7 separate regions of the Mus musculus genome follow, and regions 1, 3, 4, 5, 6 and 7 are each linked to region 2. The links are chromatin contacts, called in public HiChIP or PLAC-seq and promoter capture Hi-C maps. All regions are on one chromosome and are shown on one strand. The core of a region is the stretch at or near the end of the contact, and the rest is flanking DNA. Distances in the headings are between cores, read along the strand shown.

The links. Promoter capture Hi-C pulls out the DNA fragments that hold promoters and counts their contacts. HiChIP or PLAC-seq counts read pairs in DNA pulled down with a chosen protein or histone mark. Capture Hi-C pulls out chosen DNA fragments and counts their contacts.
Region 1: a contact with region 2 is called in a promoter capture Hi-C map of pre-B cells, with 6 times the contacts expected there. The contact joins the promoter of C730034F03Rik here to the promoter of Alg10b in region 2. A contact is called at or near these places in 7 of 39 promoter capture datasets (the 3T3-L1 cell line, the C10 cell line, hippocampal neurons and 3 more), 3 of 484 Hi-C or Micro-C datasets (the HPC-7 cell line, erythroblasts and pre-B cells), 3 of 115 datasets of contacts at active chromatin or transcription factors (astrocytes, bone marrow-derived macrophages and extraembryonic endoderm stem cells) and 2 of 9 other capture datasets (embryonic stem cells and liver).
Region 3: a contact with region 2 is called in an H3K27ac HiChIP or PLAC-seq map of the NIH/3T3 cell line, with 7 times the contacts expected there. The contact joins the enhancer-like site here to the promoter of Alg10b in region 2. A contact is called at or near these places in 9 of 39 promoter capture datasets (the 3T3-L1 cell line, cranial neural crest, embryonic stem cells and 5 more), 7 of 484 Hi-C or Micro-C datasets (bone marrow-derived macrophages, cerebral cortex, cortical neurons and 2 more) and 5 of 115 datasets of contacts at active chromatin or transcription factors (the NIH/3T3 cell line, astrocytes, bone marrow-derived macrophages and 1 more).
Region 4: a promoter capture Hi-C map of liver shows a contact between it and region 2, with 3 times the contacts expected there. The contact joins the promoter of Abcd2 here to the promoter of Alg10b in region 2. A contact is called at or near these places in 12 of 39 promoter capture datasets (the 3T3-L1 cell line, 3T3-L1-derived adipocytes, the C10 cell line and 7 more), 2 of 484 Hi-C or Micro-C datasets (the 3T3-L1 cell line and bone marrow-derived macrophages), 7 of 115 datasets of contacts at active chromatin or transcription factors (the NIH/3T3 cell line, astrocytes, cardiomyocytes and 4 more) and 2 of 9 other capture datasets (adipose tissue and liver).
Region 5: an H3K4me3 HiChIP or PLAC-seq map of embryonic forebrain shows a contact between it and region 2, with 4 times the contacts expected there. The contact joins the enhancer-like site here to the promoter of Alg10b in region 2. A contact is called at or near these places in 1 of 39 promoter capture datasets (cranial neural crest), 10 of 115 datasets of contacts at active chromatin or transcription factors (astrocytes, differentiating embryonic stem cells, embryonic brain and 5 more) and 1 of 9 other capture datasets (embryonic stem cells).
Region 6: an H3K4me3 HiChIP or PLAC-seq map of neural tube shows a contact between it and region 2, with 20 times the contacts expected there. The contact joins the enhancer-like site here to the promoter of Alg10b in region 2. A contact is called at or near these places in 9 of 39 promoter capture datasets (the 3T3-L1 cell line, embryonic stem cells, hippocampal neurons and 3 more) and 5 of 115 datasets of contacts at active chromatin or transcription factors (astrocytes, embryonic hindbrain, embryonic limb bud and 2 more).
Region 7: an H3K4me3 HiChIP or PLAC-seq map of embryonic stem cells shows a contact between it and region 2, with 4 times the contacts expected there. The contact joins the promoter of Kif21a here to the promoter of Alg10b in region 2. A contact is called at or near these places in 6 of 39 promoter capture datasets (the 3T3-L1 cell line, cranial neural crest, frontonasal cranial neural crest and 3 more), 4 of 484 Hi-C or Micro-C datasets (LSK cells, cortical neurons and embryonic stem cells) and 8 of 115 datasets of contacts at active chromatin or transcription factors (the NIH/3T3 cell line, VIP interneurons, astrocytes and 4 more).

The regions. Positions count from the first base shown.
Region 1 is chr15:89,428,578-89,431,450 of GRCm38.p6, forward strand. C730034F03Rik (a long non-coding RNA gene) reads left to right here and starts at 1,438. Exons shown (of 4, transcript XR_875570.1): 1 at 1,438-1,522. Chkb (choline kinase beta) reads right to left here and starts at 1,350. Exons shown (of 11, transcript NM_007692.6): 1 at 800-1,350; 2 at 472-580; 3 at 137-250. The coding sequence starts at 1,023. Gm44502 (predicted readthrough transcript (NMD candidate), 44502) reads right to left here and starts at 1,350. Exons shown (of 27, transcript NR_004843.2): 1 at 800-1,350; 2 at 472-580; 3 at 1-250.
Region 2 is chr15:90,223,042-90,225,741 of GRCm38.p6, forward strand. It overlaps Alg10b (asparagine-linked glycosylation 10B (alpha-1,2-glucosyltransferase)), which reads left to right and starts at 1,270. Exons shown (of 3, transcript NM_001033441.3): 1 at 1,270-1,567; 2 at 2,616-2,700. The coding sequence starts at 1,397. Mir7648 (microRNA 7648) reads left to right here and starts at 1,319; the gene lies at 1,319-1,371.
Region 3 is chr15:91,151,047-91,153,753 of GRCm38.p6, forward strand. Abcd2 (ATP-binding cassette, sub-family D (ALD), member 2) reads right to left here. Exons shown (of 10, transcript NM_011994.3): 9 at 609-734. Among named protein-coding and RNA genes, the nearest start is that of Abcd2, 40 kb to the right of the region's middle. Within about 2 kb of position 1,410, at least 21 of the 459 cell types and tissues checked have an H3K27ac peak or open chromatin away from gene starts, as enhancers often do. A contact at or near this core is called in the NIH/3T3 cell line and cortical neurons, where this site is marked.
Region 4 is chr15:91,190,639-91,193,338 of GRCm38.p6, forward strand. It overlaps Abcd2 (ATP-binding cassette, sub-family D (ALD), member 2), which reads right to left and starts at 1,369. Exons shown (of 10, transcript NM_011994.3): 1 at 32-1,369. The coding sequence starts at 970.
Region 5 is chr15:91,017,226-91,020,048 of GRCm38.p6, forward strand. The region is part of intron 1 of Kif21a (kinesin family member 21A); the gene reads right to left. Among named protein-coding and RNA genes, the nearest start is that of Gm52216, 10 kb to the right of the region's middle. RefSeq lists an enhancer at 1-2,823. Within about 2 kb of position 1,541, at least 90 of the 459 cell types and tissues checked have an H3K27ac peak or open chromatin away from gene starts, as enhancers often do. A contact at or near this core is called in astrocytes, differentiating embryonic stem cells, embryonic brain and 4 more, where this site is marked.
Region 6 is chr15:91,076,576-91,079,275 of GRCm38.p6, forward strand. No RefSeq gene overlaps it. Among named protein-coding and RNA genes, the nearest start is that of Gm36710, 27 kb to the left of the region's middle. Within about 2 kb of position 1,431, at least 33 of the 459 cell types and tissues checked have an H3K27ac peak or open chromatin away from gene starts, as enhancers often do. A contact at or near this core is called in astrocytes, liver, neural tube and 1 more, where this site is marked.
Region 7 is chr15:91,048,514-91,051,368 of GRCm38.p6, forward strand. It overlaps Kif21a (kinesin family member 21A), which reads right to left and starts at 1,438. Exons shown (of 37, transcript NM_001109040.2): 1 at 1,146-1,438. The coding sequence starts at 1,189. Gm52215 reads left to right here. Exons shown (of 2, transcript XM_030248879.1): 2 at 432-1,388. The coding sequence starts at 699. The coding sequence ends at 1,364. It overlaps Gm36710 (a long non-coding RNA gene), which reads right to left and starts at 2,540. Exons shown (of 2, transcript XR_384343.1): 1 at 2,485-2,540; 2 at 2,210-2,391.

The sequences.
Region 1 (2,873 bases), core at 188-2,687, 790 kb before region 2:
GCTGGGGCGGGAGGGGGAAGGGATACGGGATGGGAGGAGATCAAGGTCTTAGGGAAATTTCCCTACCTGGGATGTGAAGGCAGACTTTGGGAAGGGTAAAGACTTGGGGTAAAAACAACAAAAACTGGGCTCTTACTGGGAGGTACTGTTCCAAGCGGCCCTCTGGAAACACTCCGTAAAGCTGGGGCCCTAGAGACCGCTCTGCGAGAATGGCGAACATCACGCTTTCTAATACCAAGGAGTCTACACCCTGATAAAAGATGTATGGCAAAGGGGCTCATGTCAGAAAAAGCCAGAGGTACGTGGGTACTGGCCCAAATCGGCTTCATCTACAATAGCTTGGACTTCTGCTCTTACTGACTGAGAATTCTTGAGCTTCAGCATATTCAGCTACACAAATAAGACACCACTTTCTGCACCACTTGCTCCAGATGTCCGAACTCCCAAGTTACGATCCTTCTTTTCCCTCACCTGCAGGATGGCCCCGTAGAGTCGTAGCAGCACCTCCCGGGGCTCCCCGCCCACACTGGGTACGTGGTTCGGTAGTGAGCATCGGAAGAGCAGGTTGCTGAGGCCTCCGCTGCAGATCCACACAGGTCAGGCTCAGCAAGGGTCGTCCCCCCGATTGGTGGGACCCACTCTAGACACCCTTCCCGAGAGGACCTCCCAAGTCCCGAAGGGGGACCCCGCCCCCCAGCACAGCAGGCTGCAGACCTGCCCCCACCCCCCACCCCCCCGCGTAGCACTGACGGCGACCGAACTGGGAGTGTCCCCAGGGTCCCCAGGGCTGACCCCTGACCTCACGGGACAAACGCTCAGCTCCTCCGGCCGCGCTCGGCGCCAGGCCCCGCCCAGGTACTCCCGGCACCACTGATAGGCTCGGCGCTGCGCGTCACGGGACAGCGAGGAAGCGCGCCGCCGATTGGGGATTGGCTCTGGGCACTTAGCATCCTGCAAACCGTCCTTGGGCAGGCCGCCGCCGACAGCCCCTCCTCCGACTACCCCTGTCCCGTCTGCCGCCATGACGTGGGCTCCGTTAGGTTTAACGCCTGCCGGTGCTCAGCGAGCCTCAGGTGAGGTTGGCTCCTTCCGGGTAGGCTCGGTTCCGCTTCCCGGAAGCCGCAGAGTCTCTGGGCGTCCTCGGCTCTTCGCGACTGCCTTCGGCTTTCTTGGTGGCTCCAGTCCTGGGACCGTTTCCAAGCCAGATGCGATTCTCAGGGCTGCGGCGCTCAAAGGCAAAGAGGGACGGCAGCTTTCCCTGAGTGGGGCGCGCTCGGGCCACGCCCGATCCGCCTATCAGTCTCTGCAAAAACAAGTTACTGCGTGGACTGTGTCCGGAACCAAGGAAGTGACGTAGGCCAATCCCGAGCGCCGTGGGCGGTTGGACAGTAGCTCCGCAAAGCTTACGAGCCAGGCTCTGGCCAATGAATGGACGATGGTAGTTTGCGGCTCCTTTATAACAGCTGCTGTGTGAGACACTCTACTAGGGAGTAGATTAGCCGAGCCTGTGGTGACAGTTGGGGTAAGTGAATGGAAGAATGAAAACGTAGGTTCTAACGATTCCCCTTTCCACAAGGCAGCAGGTGTATATGTGATGCTGGAAGGCGTAATAAGAATCAGTCCGGCGTGTCCAGCGCTGCATAGACCGCATGAGCGCCATTAATGTGACCCAACACAATAACTTAAAGTATTTTTCTTTCTCGAGAGAGTGTGTCTCTCTCCTGTTAAATATCGGGAAGAGGGAGACGTTAATGGTCAGCTTAGAAAGGAAGCTTACACAATCCATAATTCATCTGAAGGATGAGGTTTATTAGAATGAAAGGGCCTCAAAGCTACGAGTTTCGGTGTAGGGGAGGGAGAATTGAACATGAGACCTTAGAGTTAAGAAAAGACTTTCCTTTAAAGTCTAGGGATGGGGCTGAAGAGGTGGCTAAGCGGTTAAGAGCACTGATCCCTCTTCCAGAGGTCCTGAGTTCAATTCCCGCCAACCATGTGGTGGCTCACAACAGTCTGTATGTAATGGGATCCGATGCCCTCTTCTGGTGTGTCTGAAAATAGCCACAGTGTACTCATACACATAAAAAATAAATAATTCTTTTTTAGAAAGCCTAGGGAGTGGGGGCTGGCGAGATGGCTCAGTGGTTAAGAGCACTGACTGTTCTTCCGAAGGTCCTGAGTTCAAATCCCAGCAACCACATGATGGCTCACAACCACCCGTAATGAGATCTGACGCCCTCTTCTGGTGCGTCTGAAGACAGCTACAGTGTACTTACATATAATAAATAAATCTTAAAAAAAAAAAAAGGGAAGAGAGTTCATTGTGCGGGTGCGGGGTGTGTGTGTGTGTGTGTGTGTGTGTGTGTGTGTATAAGAACGCGGGGGAAGCATTCAGGAAACTGAAATCGGTGGTTAATTACCTGTGAATCTGAGGACAGTCTAGTCTATATACTGGGTTCCAGGCCAGCCAGGCTACATAGTGAGAGAAGAAAGGTGGTAAGAGAATTAATGGGGTGGCAGCAGAGGAGCCAATCAGAGAGCAGCCTTAAGAGCAATCTGTGAAGCAGACAGCTGAGGTGTTTCCAGACCGATCTCCTAAAAAAAAAAGAGAGAGAGAAAATTGACTTCAAAACAAAATTTTTTAGAATTGTCAAAACCATGAGCAGTTTTCCTACATGGCCCACTGAGAGCTGGAGAGAGGCATCCCCTGCTCCAGGCTGTGGGAGCTGGCTTAAAGATGTAGGCTATCTCCCCTTTAATCCCAGCACTGGAGAAGCAGAGGAGTACAGGGTCAGGACACAGACAGATAAACGTGCAGGTGGGTATTTTAACTTCCTTAATACTTTGGACCGTGAACTTTGTGGAGAATGAACTTT
Region 2 (2,700 bases), core at 20-2,519:
CCATCATATCTAGCAAGGGCCAGAAGCTTCTATGGTATGCACTGGCCATGATTGAGCAAGCCCACTGGGCCTGAGGTCAATTGTAGACTAAATTATCTGGGAATGGTCTCAAATTGGTAAGTGTAACGTGTTCTCTGTAATCAAAGAGGATGTAAAGGGTGGAGGGAGTTAAGAAACGTCATCATGAATCCTAACGTAATTTAATTCTGGTTATTTCTAATAGTCGAGGAGAACTAGTAGAATACCCAGTTTCTTTTGATTCCAAGGTTGACAATTTAAAAGCAATCTCAGCTGCTATATGATGTGCTGCTGGCAAAATCAACCCGAATTTTCCAGAAGCTTTTCCTACAAAGCATCACCAACCATGCTGAAAACATACTTTGTCTTCAGCTTTCTTCAAATATCTTCCACCGTCAGTCTCAATTCCAATCTCACAATAAAGGGGTTATCTGAAGTCTCCGTAGCCCTCAACTTCATACATGTGAGCACTTTTTGAGACTACACACATAAATACTCCATCGCACCACACATTAAGATGCATAAGGGAAACGTACTCCAACAGAGACAGATATTAATGACTATTTATTACCTATTTTTAAGGACGACATTTACAGTGTCCCAGGCTGATCTAGAACTGGGAACAATCCTCCTGCCTCAGCCTCTCAAATGGGGCCAGTACAAGTGTGAGCCACCACTCACGGCAATAGCAACTAAAATTATATTCACGGAGGAGTGTTCCTCACCTACAAATGCCCCAACTCCTCACCAGGCACCAGGAAAATATTGCCCTGTAAACGAATAGATTCTTCAAAAGGGAAAGTCGCCCTGAAGCGAAGGGCTGGTTGTATGTTTCCATCTAAAAAGCATCAACCTTCATTATCAGCCAGAGACGATGAGAGGAAAAGCATTGTAATGATGGTTTTAGCGTCTCATCTCACTGGCAATGGAGAACAGGGATAACCGCAAACGAATGCAGTTTGGGAGCTTGGAGGTTAGAAAGCTGGGACCACTCATCGCCTTCTGGAGAGCAACAGACAACACAAGACACCCTTCTTTTCCAGAGCCTAGCGGCGGCGGCAGCATCACCTACAACAGCTCCCGCGCCCGAGCCCAGACCCGCCCCTCCCTCAGCCTCTGGCCACTCTGAGAGCTGCGAGCAGTGATTGACAGAGAAACCGTCCCGTCGTTGCATAAATGCTCCACTCCGGAACCGGTGACCCCCCCCCCCCCCACGCTTCCGTCCGACGCTCTCCCAGCATCCATTGCGTTGCGTCCTGTTCCCTGCTGTCCCTCGTCCCGCAGCGCTGGGCCTCTGAGCCCGCGTTCCGGGCTCGGCGCTCCGGGCTGCCCAGGGCTGGGCCCGGGACGCGGCTGCCCGCCCGCCCGCCCGCCCGCCATGGCGCAGCTGGAGGGCTATTACTTCTCGGCCGCCTTGAGCTGCACCTTCCTGGTGTCCTGCCTGCTCTTCTCCGCCTTCAGCCGCGCTCTGCGGGAGCCGTACATGGACGAGATCTTCCACCTGCCGCAGGCGCAGCGGTACTGCGAGGGCCGCTTCTCCCTGTCGCAGGTTGGTCTCTGCTGGCCCTGCCCCCGGGACGGATCCTCCCAACCTGTGCCTTTCCTCTCCCCGTCAGCCCTCCCAGACTTAAACCGTGAAGGGAGCTGCCTAGTGACTGTACCTAGCCTCGAGATTATGGCATATTTGTTAGGTGAATGCATAAAGATGATAGCTCCTCTTGGCAGTTGACCGATTTGTCTAACTAAGCCCTAGCACTAGAGACATGCAGGTGCTCCCTTGAACATGCATTAAAAACTACCTAAAGCTTAACCTATGAGGTTTTCCACCCGGTATTTTGAACGCGGAGTGGAGGATCTTAGGGCCCCCCAAAAGTTGATAGTTTTATTCTAACTTCATTCTTGGTCGTAGAAACTTACTGTTGTCTGGATTAAATTGGCAACTAGTCAGATTGCATCATTTAAAAAAATACATATCTGACTACAGAAATATGCACAGTGCAAAGAATCTTAAGATCCACCAGAGTTCTCATTATTGTTTGCCTGGTAGTTTGTAAAATTGGGACCTGGACAATTTAGTCGCAGAATATGCATTTTCTAAAGAGCAAGCCTTAGGAAGTAGAAATGAATAACTTACTGTCTGTTGGTTGTTGTCACCTTAATAATGGCAGACAGATTTGAGACAGGGAGCAAAACGTTCTTAAAATGGGGCTGGGGTGGTAGCTCAGTGGTTGAGAGCTCTTGCTGTTGTCCTGGAGAAGGCTACCAGACTTCTTTCTACCACAGTGAGCTGCTCACAACCATCTGTGACTCTAGGTCCAGAGGATCCAGTGCCACCTTCTGGCTTCCTCGGGTACCTGCATGCAGATGTTGCAAATAAGTATACTCAGGTGCATGGCACACACACTACATCTTAAAAATAAAACTTAAGAGATGTCTAGTCTGCCAGGATTTATTAATTATGTCATAGACGATCCTCTCCAAGTTCTTCATTATTAGGACAAATGAAACTTGATTATTTATTTATTTATCTTTTTTTGGCATTTTATATCAATGGGATAACTCTTGCTGTGCTTGACTGGTGGTCTTTTCTTTCTAAGTGGGATCCTATGATCACTACATTACCTGGCCTGTATCTGGTGTCGGTCGGTGTGGTCAAACCTGCCAGCTGGCTCCTTGGATGGT
Region 3 (2,707 bases), core at 160-2,659, 930 kb after region 2:
ACTTGCTGAAAGGGTCATTCCCCTTTAAGAAGATGACACTGTTTTTGATGTCTGCCATCTCCACTGATTCATCACCATTGTTTGAATGGTGATGAGGGATTTAATGCTTGTTCTTGACATGTTCTTTTTTTTTTCTTAAAACAAACAACAAAAAGCTTTATTATTATTATTTTATTATTTCCTGTGATCCCTCTAACTTGATAATTTTAGAAATACTAAGTTATGGAATTTTAACATCCCACACACAAACTGGATTTTAAAGTAAATTTAAAAAAATTTTGTAATCATATCCTAACCTTAAACCTAACCCACTCCATAATCTTTCACAGTACATTCTAGTGTTATGATAAATAATTTTTTTAGTACAGATCAACTGTCAGATTCTCCTGTAGCTTCTCAGAATGACTAGAAGGTGACGTTCATTTCCACACAACACATGAAGGTTACATTAGGCCACAGGGAGCTAACCTATATTTGCGGGAACATTAGAGAAATACAGGTAGAAAACAAATGAAATATTTTATGTTCCACACAGAAACATTTAGCAAGGTTATCTTCTGAGAAGAGACAAAGCATCCCTCCCAGAGGAGGATGCTGTGAGCACGTACCACAGAGAAGGCCTGTGTGTTATGGAGAGTAGGGAAATCCCAGCCCCAATAGCAGCCTGAAATATCTTTCCTTCAACGTCGATGCTCACGGCACTGGTACATTCATCCAGCAATGCATACTTCGGTCTGAAAACAAACAAATAAACAAACAAATAACTGAGTGAAATTGCTCTGCAGCTGTGCCTTTCTTTGGATAACAATGGTACCCTGACAACTTCAGAGGGACTAAAGTCACCATGTGGACACCATCATTTGATGTTTTCATTTTAGTTTTGAAAGTTAGTTTCAAAGTATTCCAGGGCAGTTTTCATCATGAAATTATTTCCATTTATCTATTTTTGATTTTTTGAGATTCTAATATAATTACATAATATAATTTTCCCTTTCCATTTCCCCTCCAAGTCCTTCTGTGTACCGCACCTTGTTCTATTTCACATTCATGGCCCCCAGTATCAAAATAATATCTCATTTTACATAAATGACTTCTTAGCCTCATAAGTTTTTTTTTTTCTAATGTGCTTGCATATTAGTTGGGCTCTGGAGATGGAAGTGACAGATGCAAGAGTTAAAGGCATTTCTTTTTTAATTAATTAATTAAATTTAAAAATTTTTCTTATTGTTATTTTATTTATTTACATTCAAATTTTATCCCCCCTTCCCGGGTTCCCCTCTGAAATCCCCTTATCCCAGCTTCCTCCCCCTGCTTCTGTGAGGATGCTCCCCCACCCACCTACCCACTCCCACCTCACCACCCTGGCCTTCCCCTATGCTGGGGCATCAAGCCGTTAGCGCTCCATAGGACTGTGAAAGTCTCTAATGATTGCTGTACTTTCCCCAAGACAACGGTAAAGAAGTAGCTTTGTGGGTTCATATTATGATGAAATATTAATTTTCTGTGTGTTAATTACTGTTTGTGATTTTATTTAAATAGAGAAGGTGAAGAAAAGTATACAAGAGAAAGAAAATTTAGGTAAATTTTCTTTTTGTATAAAGCTCCTCTCTGCACTGTCCATCATATTTTGTACCTTCCTTTTTAGAGTGCTTTGAGCTAAAGAAGATTTTCGAAGAAGAAAAAAAAATGTGTATTTTATATTCTGTTGTCATAGCAACTCATAAGGAATGTAAGATGAGTCATACTTCTGTTTCCTTGGCAGTGTTAGGCTGTGTGTGTGTGTGTGTGTGTGTGTGTGTGTGTGTGTGTGTGTGTGTGTATGTGTAAATATACCAAACAACACAGCCAGGAGTGGATACTTGTAGAACTAATACTTAAAGTATTAAATGACACAAACTCTTAGACATTTGCTTTTTTTTTTTTCTCCTTTGTGAATCACAAGTAGTGTAGGATATGTGAAGGAAGAAACCTATCCCTTCAAGACAGGATTTTCCTGGTCATTCTTTAAATATTAGAATTATAAGGCTCTTGTAAAGCAAATTCTATTGTAATGCATTGTATCATTTCTGACCAGAGTTCTCTGTTGTTGCCAGTGCAGATCTTTCCTATCACAGCTCAGTATGTGTCATAATCTCATTGTCAGAACCATATTGGCCCTGAGAGCATGGGAAGAGGCAATCCCTCAGCATTACCAGTTTCCTACACTGGCTTTAACTTTCTAATTTATTTGATTCATTTGCAAAAGTGCTGCCTTTTTACTATTTGCTACCTGATACATTTTACAATCATGAATACTGATTAGTCCAATACTTGAAACATTGGGTTAAAACGCTTTCTTTATTGATGTCTCTTGTTCTTATTGAAGGGCTTATCTCATTAACACAGAGACATGGAAAAATGGTCACATTTGCAGTTCACTACACCACCCCTCTCAGGCTGTGTTGCTGATCATATTACTGAGTATTTATGGACGAAACCCAAGCCAGTTCCCAGAGATGGGCTGACAGCTGGTCAGAAATGTCAAGCTACAGTGTGCCCTTGAGTCTCCTCAGAGAGAGCAGCATTTCAAAGCACAGCAGGAAAAATACAGAGTTGGTAAAATTCAGTTCAGTTTTGTTTTTTTTTAAAGTACCCTCTATCGTTAGACTAACAATGTAAGCTTAGTATAAGTAATACATACATTAAGACATACACTAAGATAACTAAT
Region 4 (2,700 bases), core at 119-2,618, 970 kb after region 2:
ATTTCACCCGTTGCTTTAATGCCTGTCTTACCTTATGTCCTCTGTAGAAGGCAATTTCTTCTACATTGGCTATGATTCGGGAGTGGACATACCGCAGGTAGCCTTTCCTGTGGGCTTCTTCAGCCACCAGCGAACCAAATTTGGGCGAGCAAGCTTTCAGTACTTTAGCAGTGGCATACACGACAAGTCCTGCTAACAGGGTGGGCCCTATAGGGCTTGCTCCTCTGGATGTAGCTGTCCGGATGAGAGTATAGGAGGTTAGAATGACATCTAAAATAGGTTTGGTAAGGTTGGAATACAGGTGAGCCACAGATTGCGAGAACATCATAATGTCTTCGGTAAGAGACTGGTCAGGGTTTGCCAGCCTCCCATCCATATTTATCACCTTATAATAAGTCTGATTTGCGAAATAGGTCTCATAGGCATGGTCTACTAAGCGAGTTCTAAAGGCCAATGCCAGTTTGCATTCCAGGTACCTGATAGCACTGTTGACAAAGGTAGCAGGGATAGCAATCATAAGCCACTTGATTAATTTGATGATGAAAGTCCGAGGCTTCTTTTCCACGATGCTTTTCACGATTTTCCCATCCAGACCAGCCACATAAATAGAGAGAAATGTTCTTGAGATTAGAGCCACCGAGTGGAGGCAGAGCCACCCCGTTTCAGTGGTCACAAGTTTTGGAAAGAGGATTTTCCGAAGTTCTAGTAGCTGTTTGAAAAAAGCTGCATTTAGTCCCGGCGCAGGTTTTTTACAGATGATCTCCGTGCAATGCAGTATTTCTCTGTTCTCTGCAGGCGAGTAAGCTTCTGCTTTTGCCTTCCTGTGGCCAGGCTGCTTTAAACGCTTGCCAATGATGGGATAGAGGGTTTTCAGAGCATATGCCGCAGCCACCAGGCAGGCAGCCCTTTTAGCAGCACCGGATCTGGTCCATTTCACCCGATAGGCTGCTGCATTTAGCATGTGTATCATTTTTCCAGCTACACAAATGGGTTTCTTTGAAAAGAATTCGTTTTAAAAGCTCATGCTCCGCGGAAAGCCCAGCAAAGGTTTCAGAAGACCCCACAGCCTCCCATGCTCTGCAGCTTGTCTCCTTTACTCTTATTTTGTTCTTCAGTGACGGATGCAGCAAAGCACAAACTCCACCGCATCCTCCGGGGGCGAGTCCCTCAGCAGCCAGAGCTGGCCAGGCTCCACCCACAGGCGTCTCATTGGCTGCGTGGGCGGTGAGACCCTGGACTCCTGGCCTCTTCCCTTTGAACCTTAAAAACGAAGAGAGAGCCAAAACAAATCCTATACTTAAACAGGAGTTCAGAGAGTTAAATATCTATTTCTGGAGAGGTCGAATGAGGTCAGCTGCTGGAGAACAAACCTTCCCTTAGAGCTACTGAGCATGCTCAGCGGCACTTAGAAACCCTCAGAAGTTTCAGAATATACATCCCGTCTCTAAGATTTCTACAAAGGGGAAGGCAGAGGGAAGGAAGGATTGCAGCAGCTTTAATGAGCCCAGAGAGAAAGAAACAGCGAGAGGAGGGAGGAGCCTCAAGAGGATTAACGGAACCGGCCCAGGGAAAGGAGTCAGACAAGAGAGTGATAACAGCGAGAGGCATAAGACAAAATAGCAAACATGTATCCTTGAGAATGTTTTGTTCAGAAGATGTTGTCCCCCCCCCCCCTCACTCCCGCCCTTCGCCCTTGTTTCGACTCTCCCCAGATATTCACAGAAACTATTAGATTGGCTGCTATTGTAAATAAGCTGGAGGCGAGCTTGGGTATTACAGAAAACAGTCACTCAGAGCTACACCCAGAGTTCTTCCCCAAGATCCCTTGGTACTAACTTGTCCTGATAATAAAGTTCTTTCTGCTCCACGATTATGTTTAGCAATGTTATCTGACACATTAATATTTGCTTACGAAGTGACTTAAAAATCTCCCTTGTGTTTTGTTTGTTTGTTTGTTTGTTTTTGTTTGGAGGTAATTTAAGAATTTTATCAGCTGGGAAATCGAACTGGGATCCTATGATGGAAAACAATTTTTAGGAAGCATTTCTTCAAGACTTTTTTTTTTTTTCTTCATGTTTTTCTTTAGGCTCAGAGATAATCTGCTGGCTTCTTCCTATGAACATTTTTGCTGTTTGACAACAATCAAGAAAGTTTAAAAATTATTCACATTCCCAGTGGAAGGCATAAGGATCAATAGTCAAGCAAAACTTTGTATAATTTTTAATAAATTGAAGGTCTTTTTTTGAAGGCAAGGCAAAGGTGATTTTGCATGATAGAGCCTTTCTCTGCTCCTCTCTTCTGTCTTTCCAACGACTGGCTTATCCTGAAGGTGTGCATTTAAGCCAGAGCCCAGCACAGTTAGGTAGAACGGCTTATTTTAACCTGCTAGTGTTATTTGACCCTTAAGCTAAGCATCATTTTATACTTGGGCCTTATTATGCACAGACTCTCCCTTTTGATCCTCCATAGTAGTTCCAGGGCAGGAGTGCACTTTGACACCCCCACATCTGTCCTGATTTAAAGAAGTGAAAGATAGCTACATGGTGATTGTCACATCACAACGGGTCACTTGTGTGTTCGTTACTAGTCCTCTCTGTGCTTCAGCTTTGCCTTCTATCTGTAAAATGGAAACGATGCTATTCTGGGAAGTGGGTGTAGACATTAAATAAAATAGTCAGTTGTTTAAAAAAAAACATTGTA
Region 5 (2,823 bases), core at 291-2,790, 790 kb after region 2:
CACCACCGACGCAACTGCTGACCGCTGCCCTGGGATTGCGGTCGTGTGTGTGTGATGGATTTTGCCGTGCATAAAGGAGATTACCTCTGGGTTGCTGAGCCTTTCCTCCCAGGCTCGCTCACGAGACCGGCTGCATTTATAAGCAGTCGGTTGCTCCTTTGTTTCTTTGTTGAATCCTGTAATTCCGCACACAACGTCTGTCAATCATTTATGCTGGCCAGGAGGCAAATGGCAAGTGGAAAGGCCACACTGACCACAGGAGGGGCTCCCTCAGCTGGGGACAAACAAGCAGTTGGGGCTTTCCTCAGCTGAGAGCATTTGTCGCACTGTGTTCTCACAGTCCCGGGCTGAAGGGATCCAGAACAGTCACGTCATTGCCCTCAATGGTCAAAGAGTCAATATGGTTGAGCTTGTGGGAAAATGCGTCCTTTAAGAATGATATTTGATACTCACATTAAAAGTGAACATCGTCACATGGAAATCTTTCAGAAATGAATAGCATCCTCAAGAATCTCTGTGAACTGAACTCAGTGTTAATCCTTCACTGAGCTCTGAACCCCTCCCTCCTGCACTAGCCACTTAACCACTTAATCCGCCTCAGCTTCATCTAGAGGGCGCCCATAGCACCGCATAAGACCTGCTGCCGCTTGGCTATAGATACCTCCTCCCATTTCTAGACCCAAATAGAGACCTACCTACTCCATGGGTCGTAAGATCTGACTCTCCAGCAGCCATGCACACATGCCCAAGTAGCAGGACCCATGAGGGCTACGTGCAAAGGCTCACCCGTGAAAATAACAGGGTAAGGAAAAAAAGAGAGAAAGGATTCCCCTGTCCTTCCTCTGTTGGTTCGGACTGAGTATTTCCAGATGGCTCCCACAGAGACAATGCTGCTTGTGTTTACAAATCAATCATGAGTGCCTGCCTCATATCCGACATCTCTCCCTGCTTTGCCTCATTCTTCCCTCGATCTTGCTGCACCAAGACTGTACTCCTGGAAGAGCAAGAGTTCCTGGCTCTACTGTCTAGGAAACCAAGACTAAGCCAAGTTCTATTAGGCTAACAGATTGTTGTTGTTGTTGTTGTTGTTGTTGTTGTTGTTGTTTTAATATACTTTCTCCAAAGGACTGATGGAAAGGACTAAAACTTTAATTACCACTATATCACAGTGGAATGAGAATTTAAAGTGTGTGTGTGTGTGTGTGTGTGTGTGTGTGTGTGTGTGTGTATTACAAAGAAAGGTTGGGCAAGGTTGAGCATCAAAGCACGTACAATGTACATGGCCCTGTAACGAGTTTTGGAGTGACTTCATAGAACGTCCTTCGAGTCTCACAATAGGCTTTCCAGCTTTGTTAGGAAGAGCATGGAAAGAGAAGAAAAGTAGATCAGGTTTCAAGCCATGCAAGGCTGAGGCTCGCACAGCCACAAGAAGCCTAAGAAATTGGATTCAGTGGCGCTGCTGACCAGAGAGGTCCTAGCTATGCCAGGCCTTGAGTATCTAACAATGAATCCATCTGGCAGAAACCCTCACTGCGCCTCTTTTGGGAATGCTTGGTTTCAGCTCTTTTCATCCCACCATTCAGATGCTAATCAATGCTCAGGGGCAGCCAAGCAGTGTGTCTGCTAAGCCGATTTTTTTTTTTTCTTTTGATAAGTCTGGTACAGCCTGCAATGCACACGCCATGTTAATGTCAAATGTAGTCTTTGTCTACTTATCTCGTTCACTAACTCAAATTTCATTTTCTTTAACCAAATCTTAAAGGAAATTATATGTGTTTCTCTCCAGATAATCTCCCTTGCTACTCTGGGCCAATCTCTTTGCAGACAATGAGACATAAATAAAGCATGAACAGACACTTTTTAATTTATTCTATTTAAACATTATAACTGTCATGAGATTCTTGTGATTTTCATATATTAATATTTTACAGACGGTATTCCTTAACCCTAGATAGTAGCCAAAGTCAAAAGAAACTACGAAGAGTCTACAGATCTCGTCTATGAGAATCTGCATAACAGATATGATGTAGCACATGCTGTTTTACCTTTATTAAGCCATTCAGACCTAGGAACTTGGGCCAAAGAGAAGTCTCAGCAATTAAAGGTACCTGCTGCTGAGTCGGATGACCTAAATTCAATCCTGGAACTCACATGGTAGCAACAGCAAGCAGACTCCTGACCTTGACCTTGACTATGAAGGTGTGTGATGAGATGCACCTGTATGCATGGGCATGCACAGACACACACAATAAATTATGTGTATGCATATGAATTTATGTATTTAGTTTTTGTTTAGGTATGATAACACATGCCTTTCATATCAGCACTCGGGAGGCAGATATATCAATATGTATAGTTCTGATAATTCATAAGAAATCAGAAGCCCAAATATCTAAAGACAGCCATATAATCTCTGTGAGTTCAATGCCAGCCATAACTACATAGTATGCCTCTGACTTTAAAAATAATAATAATAATGCTAATTAAATTAAACTTCAGGCAACCAATGGCTGTTAAGAGAAGGAGAATCAGTCTCTCCAGAAACGAGTCCCCAAAGCTCATCTAGTCCCAAAACATCAGCCCTATATACATACACACATGCACAACATTAAATGAACACAGCATTTTGTATTATGTGTGTTTCTTATTATTGTGCATATATTTACTTTAGTTTGCCTCTTATAAAGTAATAAAAAAATACCTCGCTTTTCTACTAAAAAAAAAAATGCTGATGGGAAATAATATACATCCCCAGTCTGTAAAAACAGAAATGATCAGAATCAAAACTAACTACTCATTTAGGCTGTTGTGAGGCTCAGAGCA
Region 6 (2,700 bases), core at 181-2,680, 850 kb after region 2:
GAAGGCATTATCGGCAGGTGTGAAAGACAGGGAGTGACACCTAACTGGAGGAAACAGATCACTGGAGTGTGTTCTGGCCCAGTTTCACCTTCTGTGCCTTTCGTGGCTTCTTAGCCGCCATGGTGTTCTCTCTGTTCTATCACAGCCTCATCAGACGGAATGAGCCGTTTACAACCACAACCAATAGCAGTCTCTGCCTTTTTAAGCTGCTTACATTGGCCGACTATCTCCAAGAGAAGAGTAACGAATCAGAATGGTTTTGTGATTTAGATTTAACATTGTGTCCTCCCAAAGTCAAGGTGGATGATCTCTTCTCAACCAGTTTCTGAGATTACCAGCTAAATATTTCAGTTGTTGAAAATTTCTACTCAGAGTGAGAAAGAACAGATTTAGATAAAGAAAAGCTCAACTACCGCATGATATGTGCAGGGCATATGTAACATTACTATCACAGATGTGTGGGCACATGTACATATGCATGTGAGACACATTTAAAAACAAGGCAATGGGCTGGTGAGATGGCTCAGCAGGTAAGAGCACTGACAGCTCTTCTGAAGGTCCTGAGTTCAAATCCCAGCAACCACATGGTGGCTCACAACCACCCATTATGAGATCTGACACCCTTTTCTGGTGCGTCTGAAGTCAACTACAGGGTACTTATATATAATAATAAATAAATCTTAAAAAAAAGACAAGGAAAACTTTACTTCTGTTAGTTATAGAGATACACCTTCTAGGTTTGTAAGTTTTTTTTTTTTTCATCCTCTACTATCATATCATCCAAACTTGGCCTTTGAATATAAATTTCCATTTATCCTACTAATCTTATGAAACACCTTCTTTTATAGTTATAGGAAATTTGGTCTTGGTAGAGGGAGGGAACACTTCGGAAATAACAGTTTAACCATTAACTTTCTTTGTTTACCAGCCAAATTTCCTATTTGATCTACAAGAAATTGTCTCTAAATGTTGTATCACTCCTAATTTTACAGTAACCGCGCCTCCGGTCCACACTGCGATCTGCTTTTGCGGAGCTCTCCCTCATGGCCTGTTTGTCGCTGGGGTCATTAGTTTCATTACTGAACTGATGGATCCTAGCCAGGGACTCCCAAAGACAGTTCTAATCCAAGTAGGGTGGGAACCGTGGAAGAGGAGACAGCTGTTTATTAGAGTTATCTACTGGTTAGAGATTGCAATTATTATATAAATCGATTTTAAATCCCCCTTACATAATAATGTGTGTGGAAATCTGTTATGCTTGCATTTTATGTTAATCTGGGATTTAACACTTCTAATCAAGGTGATTTATACTTTTGCTGCTATGTTGCAATGGCTCTTCTCCTTTTCAGAAGTGTCAGAGTTTGATTACTGGCTTCACTGTGTTAACATGGCAGGAATTCCTGGATTTCAGTTTACTCTTGTGCTTGCCCAAGAAGGAACTTACCAAGGTTACAAAATAGCAGTTGTTTTTGCTACATTGATTCTGAAAAGGAATCATCCCTAGCGAGTAGAGAAATTCCTAATGAGGAGATCAGTGTGGGGGATACATGGTCTCACTGGGAGGTCATTCCTAATGAATAGATCAGTGGAGGCGCATGCCTTGGCTGCTTTGTGTCTCAGGACCACCCACTGAGAAGTGGGTAAAGGCAGGATGGCTCTTTGCCACATTTAAAGAATTGTCCCAGTGCACCTGTCGCGCAGCTGTAGTAGCAGCTTAACAGGAGCGAAGCATGCAGGGGGTAAGCGCCTCAGTAACTTGTCTCTTAGGAGGTGTGAATGCTCTCTGCTGTTTCAAGAAGACCTCAGCAGAGTGGCAGGCCTAACTGTGATTTTCTGAGTGTCTCTGTCATTCTACCATGCCCCTTAGCTTCCTTACTCATGGAAAGAGCAAATAGTTGATGTCTGAAGGCAGAGAAATTTAAAGTTAAAAACACCGTACGCAGCGTAGCCAGACTTGTCCATGAGTGAAATATTGACATGAATGTTATCAAGAGTACCACCTTCTTTCAGATGGGATTTAAGGTCCACCCTGTAAGACAAGTGCCTAGTTCTGGAATCTGCTCAATAATTGACGGCTGGAGAGTTCACAGGCTCCGGTGTGTGTGTGTGTGTGTGTGTGTGTGTGTGTGTGTGTGTGTACCTACTACAATCATTTTGCACTGCCCTCAAAATTTGTATCTCTTTACCTGAAAGAACACTAGCCCACTCGAGCATGGCTCTGACTGGCTTTGCCCTTCTCTCCCATCCCCTCTGTCTTGCTAACAACCATTGGATTACACTCCTAAGTCTAGACATCAAGGTCTATTCCCTTATTTGGCCACTGGTTCTTCCTAAGGCTGACTACCAAGGTCCAGCTATCAAAATATTGAAGTCCAACAATCAAAAGCTCCCTTTGGCCCACCTAATTAAAATGCCCAATTAAAAGTAAACTCATCCTAACATAGGGTTTCCCCTTTGACCTGTATAAACTGTCATTTGCTTAGATGACAGATCTACTTTCTATCCAGAAGCAGTCCTTTGTCCCCTGTGGACAAATACCCCTTATCCCTTTCCCTTGACCCCTTTCTCCCCTTCTCTCTCTTCCTCTGTCTCCTGTCTTTGTCTGTCTGTCCTTCTGGGGCAAATAAATCTCCTTTGTGCTGAGAACTTGGTCTTGGGGTGATACTTTTCCTTTCAATACCAGATATTAGTGCCGCTTTC
Region 7 (2,855 bases), core at 188-2,687, 830 kb after region 2:
GTTTTGTTTTGTTTTGTTTTGTTTTGTTTTTCGAGACAGGGTTTCTCTGTGTAGCCCTGGCTGTCCTGGAACTCACTCTGTAGACCAGACTGGTCTTGAACTCAGAAATCCGCCTGCCACTGCCTCCCAAGTGCTGGGATTAGGGCATGTGCCACCACTGCCCAGCTTTAAGACAATTAAAGACCCAGGACATGCAAAACTGCCACTTCTGGGCTTAATCAAGATTTGTCACTAAAATAACCATAGGAACGCTTACATTATGTAACTTTCAATTTTTCGACTAAGGCGCTGACAGATGTTTACGAATTCTGGCTTTCTCTGAAGACAGGCTCTCTTTATAATCTTTATATTGTAACTGAGTTAACAGTATACTATCAGAGCAATGGAAGCCATGCACTTGGTCTAAGAGGAATGCTTCATTAATTTTTCAGTGTGATGATGCTGCAGTTTTCCAAGAGCAACTGTCGGAGTTCTTGCGATGCATCAAAACAGCCAAACTACACCGAATGTCCATGTCACCGTCACTAACCACAACAAGGTGACACAGCCAGCATTTCAAAACTCAACCCCAGGCGTATGTGATGTCACTGTCAACATCCAAGGTGCTTAACTAACCTCAGGTTGTTTCTCCCAGTCGCCCATCTAACCCTCCGGCTGGCTGACGTTGCCTGCCTTCTCCAGACCTCCCGCGGGTGCCTATGTCCCGCAACACACTCCCTACCAGCACACCTGCGAGGCCAGGTGTCGCGACGCACGCCATCGCGGGGACCCGAGTGGGCGCGGGCGGCGCGCTTGTCACCGCGACGCTTTGTCTGCGGCTCCGAACCCAGCCGGCGCGGCAGGGGCTGGGCTGGAGAGGAGGGAGTGGGGGGTGGGGACAGACACCTCGGGCCCACCTGCAGGGCGGCAGCGGCGACTCCCGGGGACACCGGGCGACGCTCACCCGGAGGCCAAACGCGAGGCGTCCGTGCGTGCAGCGAGCGGCGCCCGATCCTCCGGGGTGTGGGGGTGCGGGGCAGCCACTGCTGTTCCCCCGAGAAGCAGCGATGCGACGCACCGGCCCCGGAGCGGGCAGCAGGAGAGTCCGCCCGCCCGCTCGTCCGCTTGCTGGCTTCAGCTTTCCTTCCTGTCCACCCGCAGCTCACCTGACAGCCACGCGCACCGAGCTCTCGTCCGCAGCGCCCAACATGCCTGCGGCCGCCCGGGGCTCAGCTCCGTGCCGAGCGCTCCGGGCAGGCGGCGGCGGTGGTGACGGCGGCGGCGGCGGTGACGGTGACGGTGGCGAGGGCTCAGCGCCGTGCTCCAGCCATGTTGGGCGACTGAATGGAAAGGTGGCGGCGCGGAGGCGCGGGAGGGGGCGGTGACTCAGGGCGGCGCCGCCCCTTGCCCCCACTCGCCAGGCTCCGCGCTGCCCTGCGTCAGCCGTGGCCGGTCCGGTGCGCCCCGCCCCGGCGGCACGGCCAGGCGGGCGCGGCACCGCGCGGAGGCGAGCCGACCCCCCCTCCCCCTCCCATCCACCGGAGGCGCGTCCCCGCAGCCACCTGCCCCCTCTGTGGCACGGACCTTGACCCCTTTCCCAAACCTGGCCCTGTCCTCTGCCCGATCTCTTGGGACGTGGAACGATTTTCCACCCCTCTGCCTCTTCAGTGCATTACTGTTCGGTCCTATGCACATGCAAAGTGCTCCGGGCCCTGGTACTGCCAAGCATTTCCACAACTGCTTTCCATGGAGGCGTGCAGCGTGGTAAATCCTTGCAAACGGATTTTCTTTCCCTGCTGGCCTTTCAAAAGCTCCTCCGGGATCCCGAGATTCTGTCAACAGTGTCCCATTGTGTGTTCTGCACGTCATCATTGTCCTTCCACATGCCTTTAGATAGCTCTGTGGAAACAGCCTTTGTTAGCTTTGCCACAGAGTATCTTTTGTGGACTGTTCCGTACATTTCAGTAAATAAACATGTGGGTTCATACAAAACAGTATAATAGATTAAATGTCGCTATCTAAATAAAAGCACTGGCCCAAGCAGATAAAAACTAAAATCACACACCTGATCGCCCTGCTCAGAGAGTGTCCTAGAACACAGTGTATATTGGGTTCAGAAAGAAGTTTGAACCTTGTATACCCATGGGTAGATGGCCTATGGTATTTATTCTTAGAGGCAGTCCTATGTACTTTGTTTCTTACCTTTAAATCGTTACAGACAACATAGGTGGAAGGTAAAAAAAAACTTTATAATGTCCCTTTGTGTGACAAACTGGTAACAAAGCTGTCCTCCGGCCTCTCCCTGGAGAGCCTTCCCTAGCCTCGATATTTCTCCACCAACATAATGGAGCCACATTTTGTCCTAACTTGACAGGTCCAGGCGTGGATGGATCTGGTCTGACCACCTCGTTTCTGCGATAAAGGACAAGAACAAGAGATCAACCTACAGCAACAAAGCAACATATATTACCTTCTCAAAGTCTTCACTTTAGATAGCAACAGTACCTATGTGTCTCAAAAAAGAGCTGTCACAAATCATGTGCTTCAAGAACTGGGCAGGTAGCTTAAGGAAGTGGAGGAAGCAAAGTCGAGAATATATAAAATAAAACCGAGAAGGCGGGCCCCTTCCTAAGGAAGTAGCTGTCCCCATTCTGCCTGGACTAGATCTACTGGCACCCAGATCCTGTGTGGCCACATTTTTGGTTTGGTTGTATGTTTGTTGTTCCTCAAGTGAAAAAGAAAAATCAAATCCTTATGTGAAAAACGCCTTAGTTTTAAAGATTAACAACTAATTCTGCATAATATTTACACACCATGCAAAAACAACCTCAAACTGTGTCTGACCATCTCTAGTCTCAAGCCACCAGATTGAAACG